Regions from separate parts of the Danio rerio genome. Here region 2 is linked to region 1. Evidence: chromatin contacts called from public Micro-C data. All regions are on one chromosome and are shown on one strand. The core of a region is the stretch at or near the end of the contact, and the rest is flanking DNA. Distances in the headings are between cores, read along the strand shown. Region 1 holds the start of dclk2a (doublecortin-like kinase 2a). Region 2 holds the start of fam193a (family with sequence similarity 193 member A).

Region 1 (3,755 bases), core at 850-3,349:
ATTCAGATAGAATGTACTCACAGTAACAGTTTACAAGCAGGGTAAGTCAGTCCTGCAGAAAACATACAAACTTGGCAACATATCTGTTGAAAATCATTCATTTTGATTGTTAATGTATGATGATTTGTTAGTATATTGTTGTTTAGTGAAAACCATTACACCTTCTGTGTCTTTTTTTCTCAATGGTTTTTGGTTATTATGTAAAACATGGCCTCAGGCCTTTATCTTCAGAGAGAGAGAAATCTCCTCTCTCTCTCTCTCTCTCTCTTTCTCTCTCACTCTCTCTCTCTCTCTCTCTCTCTCTCTCTCTCTCTCTCTCTCGCTTGCTCTCTCTCTCTTTCATTTTGAGAATGGGATTCTTCTCTCAGTGGCAACTGTTATTGTCTTCAGGATTTCCTCTCTCCGGGGCTTTTCTTCCCGTTTACTTCCTTTCATGCAGGCTCAGCTGTTTTTATCCTTTCCATAATTCATTTAAGAACTGCCATGTCAGATTTTATCCTAACAACGTCTAGGCAGAAAGGCCAACTCATCACCAAAATATCATATATTTTGCTTAATCTGTCTTGAGATTTTAGTATCAGCTTTTTCAGTGTTGCAGCTGCTAAAATATGTTGTCTAAAAAGCTAAATTATAGCCGTTCTTTTGTTTTTCTGTTTTTATTAATTTCCTTATTTATTAATTTTTCTTTCTTTTTTTCATTTATTGATTTTTAAAGGTGGCGCAGTAGGTAGTGCTGTCGCCTTACAGCAAGCAGGCCGCTGGTTCAAGCCTCGACTGGGTCAGTTGGCGTTTCTGTGTGGAGTTTGCATGTACTCCCTGCGTTTACGTAGGTTTCCTCCGGGTGCTCTGGTTTCCCCTACAGTCCAAAGACAAGTGGTACAGGTGAATTGGGTTGGCTAAATTGTCTATAGTGTATGAGTGTGAATGAGTGTGTATGGATGTTTCCCAGAGATGGGTTGCTGCTGGAAGGGCATCCGCTGCGTAAAATATGTTCTGGATAAGTTGGCGGTTCATTCCGCTGCGGCGACCCTATTTTATTAAAGGGACTAAGCCGAAAAGAAAAATTAATGAATGAATATAATAATAATAATAATAATTATATATATATATATATATATATATATATATATATATATATATATATATATGTATGTATGTATATATATATGTATGTATGTATATATATATATATATATATATATATATATATATATATATATATATATATATATATATATATAACTTTTTGACTATATTTGTAATGTTTGGTTTTAAATTTTGCGCAAATTACTTAAAAAATTCTCAGAAAACTTTTTTTTTTAAATAAAGCATTACTTTTACATTAATGCTATATTATTTTTATTTTTTTTATCATACTGTATGCTGCCATAGTGAGCAGAATAAACATCTTTCATACTACCAGAACCAGCTATACTGGCTTTTTATATTCTTTAAGAGAAAAGCTCTAATTGACAACATTTTTTATAAAATAAAACAAATATTTATTATAATGTTAATAATGTTTTCATTTTATATTACGCATATTCTATTCATGTGGGCAATGTTTTTGGGAACCACTGTGGTTTGTTGTACATGTCGTAGCTTTCTAATTTTCTTTTTGTATTGTAATCATTCCATTATTGGAACTTATTTCAAAATATTTTATGAATGAATTTTTAAAGATTTTTTATTTATTTGTTTCAAGTTATTTTGGCCCATAGAAAACTCATGCCCCCAAGTAGTCCTGGCCCCATGATTGGGAACAACTGCGTTTATACGAATAATAGATTGGTGATTTTAGGACCCAGAGGAGGAGCAGCTCTTGTCCTCTCAACAGCGGTATTGATGTAGGTGTGTGTGCTGAGTGTTGGCCTGATTGAGCTCCAGTTGAGGATGCAGAGAGCAGCGGACGGTCACGCGTGTCTAGCATGCGCTCATACGCGGGTCTCATCTCATCATGACCGGGACTCACCCCAGCAGTAGCGACAGCCCTTGAATTATTCATTTCCTGGATTTTTGGACTACTGGTGCATTAATTTGTCATCATATGCATATTTTAAGAAGTATTTCCTCTGTAAAAAGTTGAAGAGAACTGCTTTCAGTCTTGCGTTTCACTGATGTCGTTAAATTAAAAAATGCATGCTGTTAGTTGAAAGTGCAAAAACGGAAGAAAGACACGACCGACAGCTGCTGAAATAGCACAAAAACAAGCGAATTTATTAAAGAACCAGCGCTATCACTTAAGGAAATAAACATGTCCAGCAGAAACATCGAGTGGGAGCACTTCGAGGAGCGCGAGAAGGGTCACCGGTCCCCGCGGGGCAGCGGCGGCTCCCATTCCGGCTCTCGGGGAAACGGGATCGTGCCGAGTCCCGCTCACAGCGCGCACTGTAGCTTTTACCGCACGCGCACACTGCAGTCGCTCACCTCGGAGAAGAAAGCGAAAAAAGTTCGCTTTTATCGGAATGGCGACAAGTATTTCAAGGGGCTTGTGTACGCCGTGTCCGGTGACCGCTTCAGGTCTTTCGACGCGCTGCTGATGGAGCTCACGCGCTCCCTCTCGGACAATGTCAATTTACCGCAGGGAGTCCGGAGCATCTACACTGCAGATGGAGGAAAGAAGATCACCAGTCTGGATGACTTGGTAGAAGGTGAGGTTGATTAAAGTGGAAGGCAGACACTTTTGATTGTTTTCCCCATGGGCCATCCAATCAAGCTCTGTTGGCATTATCATACTTATAGTTACAGTCAACTAATATCAGCGTAGTTAACCCTTAAAGACACACACTATATTTTCAGTTCAGAGTGCAAGTTGTGATAGTTGGAATGTTAATAAAATAACATACAACCAATTTAAAAACACATTATATAATTATATAATCAAACATTATATAAAACAAACAAACAAGATAACTTGAAGTCATTTAAGGTCACAGGCTTAACTGAGGAGCATTTCTTTCACTGAACACTAGTTGTTTTAATGCACAAGAAAGTCAAAAACCACACAATAAACAAATAAATAAATTAAATAAAAAACATGAAACCAAGTGAACAAAGACAGGGTTGTAATTTTTGGTGAACTATTTTTTTATGCAAAGACAGCGTTCAATCATATTTTAAATAAATTTAAATTTATTCCAAAACCTAACACACACACACACACACACATATATATATATATATATATATATATATATATATATATATATATATATATATATATATATATATATATATATATATATATATATATATTTATATATATATATTTATATATATTTTTTTTTTTTTACATGTAAAGCTAAAGGAACTCAGTGACAATTTTGCTGGTAAATTTAAAGGAATGTGACAATAATGTCTACTTCCATGCACATCTCTTCCATTCTATAAAACATGAAATAAATTCCTTTAATATTCAAGCTGCAAAGAAAAGTGTCTTGTATATTCATGATAATTTTTTTATATTGAGTAATGCTATGCTTTCTGTCAACATGATACCAGTGAATTGCAGTGCTTGTGCAAACATATCCATATCATTAAGATCAGATGCTTTTTTAACTGCTGTTTTCTTCTTATTGTCGCTTGCTTTGGTTTGTTATGGAGAAGAGGGCATCACATATTTACATATTTATGTAAATCTTAATATGTGCATGATTATTTGTTGATATACAAGCTCATTTTGCCTGATCCCATGAGAAAACGTTTAAGATTTGTCAGTGTAGTGGCTAATTCATACGAATTCATCATACAAAAAT
Region 2 (3,755 bases), core at 602-3,101, 98 kb after region 1:
GTTTAACCATAGTTACAGAATTGCCACAACAGTTTCACGTGGATAAGAGGCCTAAAGAATTGAGAGGGGTCTGGATGCAGACCTGGTGCAGTGCAATCTGAGCTGCATCCAATATTTTTTAATGGACTTACCTAACCCCACCCCTAACCCTAACCCTAACCCACACAGTGATGTCACTCACTCCATTGTGTCTGACATTGCATCGCTGAGTGATGCAATGTCAGCTTGCATCATAAAGGCTGCATCCAGAATCTATTAAAAAAAATCTACACACCATTTCACCAGCAGCACAAGCCTGAACCACAGATGCAGGTTGGATTCATGCTTTTTGTATTAACACCCAATTTTTACCCTAATCTCCCAATGTTGCAGAAGAAACCAGTATTCTTCAAACCCTGTAACCTTCTCTCAACCATCTTTTGCATGTGTGAATTGTAGCTTCAGTTTTAGCAGACAGGGTTGCTTCTCTTCTGCTGTTGTTGCACATCTGCTTCAATGTTAGATGTTTTGTGCATTCTGTGTTGCGCTTTAGCAGCCCTTGGTTGTAATGAGTTCTCCTTTACATTTGCCTTTTTATCAGTTTGAACCAATCTGGACATTCTCATCTTACTTCTGGCATCTACAAGGAATCTTTGCTCATAGAATTGCCACTCTTTTGAAGCTCTCTCTCTCTCTCTTCTTTCTCTCTCTCTCTCTCTCTCTCTCTCTCTCTCTCTCTATCTCTCTCTATCTCTCTCTCTCTCTCTCGTCTCTGTAGAACCTACATGGTTGTCCATTAAAATTCCAGAAGCTTCGCACAGTTTGCGAATAATATAATATATATATTAATACATGTATTTGAGGCAAAGATAAGATACATAATGCAAAAAAAATAATAATAATCTAAGATTTTAATGATTATATTTTACAGTAAAATGTAAAAAAAAATCAAACGTACATTTTCAGTGTTTTAGGTAGTTTTTAATCAATCTTTTAAATGTTAAAGATTAAATTTGTTGTTTGGGCAGCATAAAGTACACTTTTCTTATCAATAACGTGTGTTTGAGTTTTTTTTCTTGCATAATACATATTAAGAAAAGGCACCTATTTGGTGGAATGTGTTATTACTAGTTTCGTATTAGTTATTATTATTAATTACTCTTTATGTTATTTAACGCTTATTTTCTAAAAACATATTTACGTTATAAACTCTAGTAACAAAGAATAAAAGAAACTACACGTACAGTAGCATTTGCTGCACCACAATCAAAAATTCATGAATTTTTAATGGGCTTTAGTATGGGGGAAATTTGACCCATGGATCACAGGTGAGGAAGCTGAGAGAAGCCAGAAATATCTCTAACAAACACCACATTCATTTTATAAATAGCCTGAGTGAATTGAGCAGTCAACTATTTTGTATAATAACTGCAGAATAGCCTCATATACTGTTATATCAACGTAAAATGGCGCCATCTAATGATATTTCCGACTATGGCGATTGGAAAATAACAAAAAATAAATAGGCAAAATAGATAAAATACATATTTACTATACCATAAAATCATAAAATAAGAATTAGAAAAACAAAAACAACAACTGTAAAACTCAAAAGCTGGATGGGAAATAAAATAATTTAAATGATTGATAAAGAGCTTCTTTCGATTACACAGAAATTATATTTATATTTTCATACACAATTCCTTAAGGACTTGCATTTTTTAACAACCACATTCACCGAGCACCAACACACAACATGTAAACAAACCTTGTTTGCGTTTTCTTGTGACTCGAATACCCACAAGCCCCAAGCGCACCCCATTGCGTCATGTCGTAAACGCCATTGGCCAATTCCTGTTGAGTCGGCCATATTGGAATTTGAAGTCTGCTATACTGTGAGCAGGTCGGCAGGCTCTTAGATTATATCTCTCAAAACAGCTACATTTTAACCGTATCAGCAGCGCCAGAGCCTGGCATTGCACCCGAGACCCCGCGGTTTACTGACGGAACGCTGTCGGGGATTTTCGTGGGCTGGAAATGAGTCCTACAGACGCCAAACGCGGAGCGAAGCGCAGGAAGAATAAGCGGGGCGGCGGCGCAGGGAAGGCCGGAGCTCCGCCAACACCCTCCAGCAGCAGTGCACACGGAGACCCGAGCACCATCCCCAGCCTCAACGGAGAGGTGAGCCGCGACTTGGGCATGCGGGGCGGTTAATAGTGCATCAGAGTTTGACTACAGTGTAGTTTAGTTCACAATTCTTGTTAATGCAGGCCTAGGAGAGCTACTGGAGCTGATCTCACGTTTACATGGAGCCCGAGCTGAGCTCCTCTGATCTGGAGCTTTAATCTTAAACAGTTCCTGGTCTGATCACAGAAACATGGGAGGAAAACTGTAGAGACGTGCGGAAAGGATGTTCAGAGGGTTTTCGTGCAGTGTATGTGGAAGTTTGAATAAATTTTGTGTCACTAGAAGTGTTGTGAAGCTAACTTGACAAGCGCTATATGCTGTAAGCTGAAGTGTTTACAGATGTAACGTTATTTGAATGTTTATGATGTTATCATCCTTACTTAATGGAAAAAAAGTAGCAATAAATATAGCCTTTTAACCGAAAGTGTCACTGTTCATGAACTGCTTTCCACTGTAGATAACAGGTAAAAAGACCTAATGCTAAATCCCACCATGTGTTTTGCCATTTACGATCAAATGGTTCTCATTGCAAGTGCTCATTCATTTGTTTTTCTAAAAGGAAATGTCAGACTTATTATGTATTCTAAAACATTTATGTATTTACTTATTTATTCTGTCATTTATTAATGCAACAACTGCCCTTCTGAACTCCAGTAGTGGTGTCAGGTATGAACAAACCGGAAGTGCTTCAAAATAATCAGCGTAAATGTCAACAAACCCTTTTATACGCCTGTCAGTGGTTTTTAGTTGAGGCTTGTGCAAAGTTTGTCCTTTGGAAATAAATGTGATATTATGTAATGTCACTTAGCTGAGTTAGCTCTTACTTTATATAGACATGTGCTGATGATATTCAGTAATATACAGTAGTGTAAAGGAACAAATTAAGAATACTCAAATTACTGTAATTAAGTAGTTTTTCTTAAGAATTATAATTTACTTAGTAGTATTAAAAACGTGTACTTTTAATTTCCTTTGAGTACATCTTTAGTGCTGTATCGGTACTTTTATTCCATTACTTTCCTTCAAACTGCAGTCACTAACAAATTTTTTTTGTCTATGGCGATTAAAAAACGTCCAATTTAAAATCAAACAAATATCAATGTCTAATGATGTTAAAACTTGTGTGGACGTTACCACTGACATTCATCCGATGTTGCATTTTGGTTGCCATACCTGACAAATAAATGTCAGTATTTCAAATCAATAGGATGTTGGTTTAAGATGTTGGCTTAACGTTGGACTTTGGTCACTTTCTAACACAATTTAAAATCAACCAAAAACCATCATAATTTGACGTTGTTATTGGACATCAAAATAACATTGTACTTACTATACGTTCACACCGAAAGTAGCAGGAACGTCAAAGTAGCTGAAAGTCATTAATTTTCAATGGGAGCTGGCATTGAGGAGCAGTGTCGTGCGTCTTCGCCAATGTGGGCGTCGGGGAGAGTTGAAATAAAGCAAATTTTATGGTAATGAGCTATAGTAATAATAAACTATAGCAGACAGTGTTGTCGCCAGGGCGGCCAGAGCGACCTTTGATGCTCTCACTGCCTTCGGTGTGAACGTGCAATTAGACGCTGGCTAGA

The links. A called contact is a pair of places that touch in the nucleus more often than the background predicts.
Region 2: a Micro-C map of caudal fin shows a contact between it and region 1, with 8 times the contacts expected there. The contact joins the promoter of fam193a here to the promoter of dclk2a in region 1. A contact is called at or near these places in 5 of 18 Hi-C or Micro-C datasets (caudal fin, embryo, hematopoietic stem cells and 2 more) and 3 of 4 datasets of contacts at active chromatin or transcription factors (caudal fin, embryo and pancreas).

The regions. Positions count from the first base shown.
Region 1 is chr1:40,306,825-40,310,579 of GRCz12tu, forward strand. It overlaps dclk2a (doublecortin-like kinase 2a), which reads left to right and starts at 2,100. Exons shown (of 18, transcript NM_001145789.1): 1 at 2,100-2,651. The coding sequence starts at 2,255.
Region 2 is chr1:40,405,466-40,409,220 of GRCz12tu, forward strand. fam193a (family with sequence similarity 193 member A) reads left to right here and starts at 1,852. Exons shown (of 23, transcript NM_001328395.1): 1 at 1,852-2,160. The coding sequence starts at 2,017.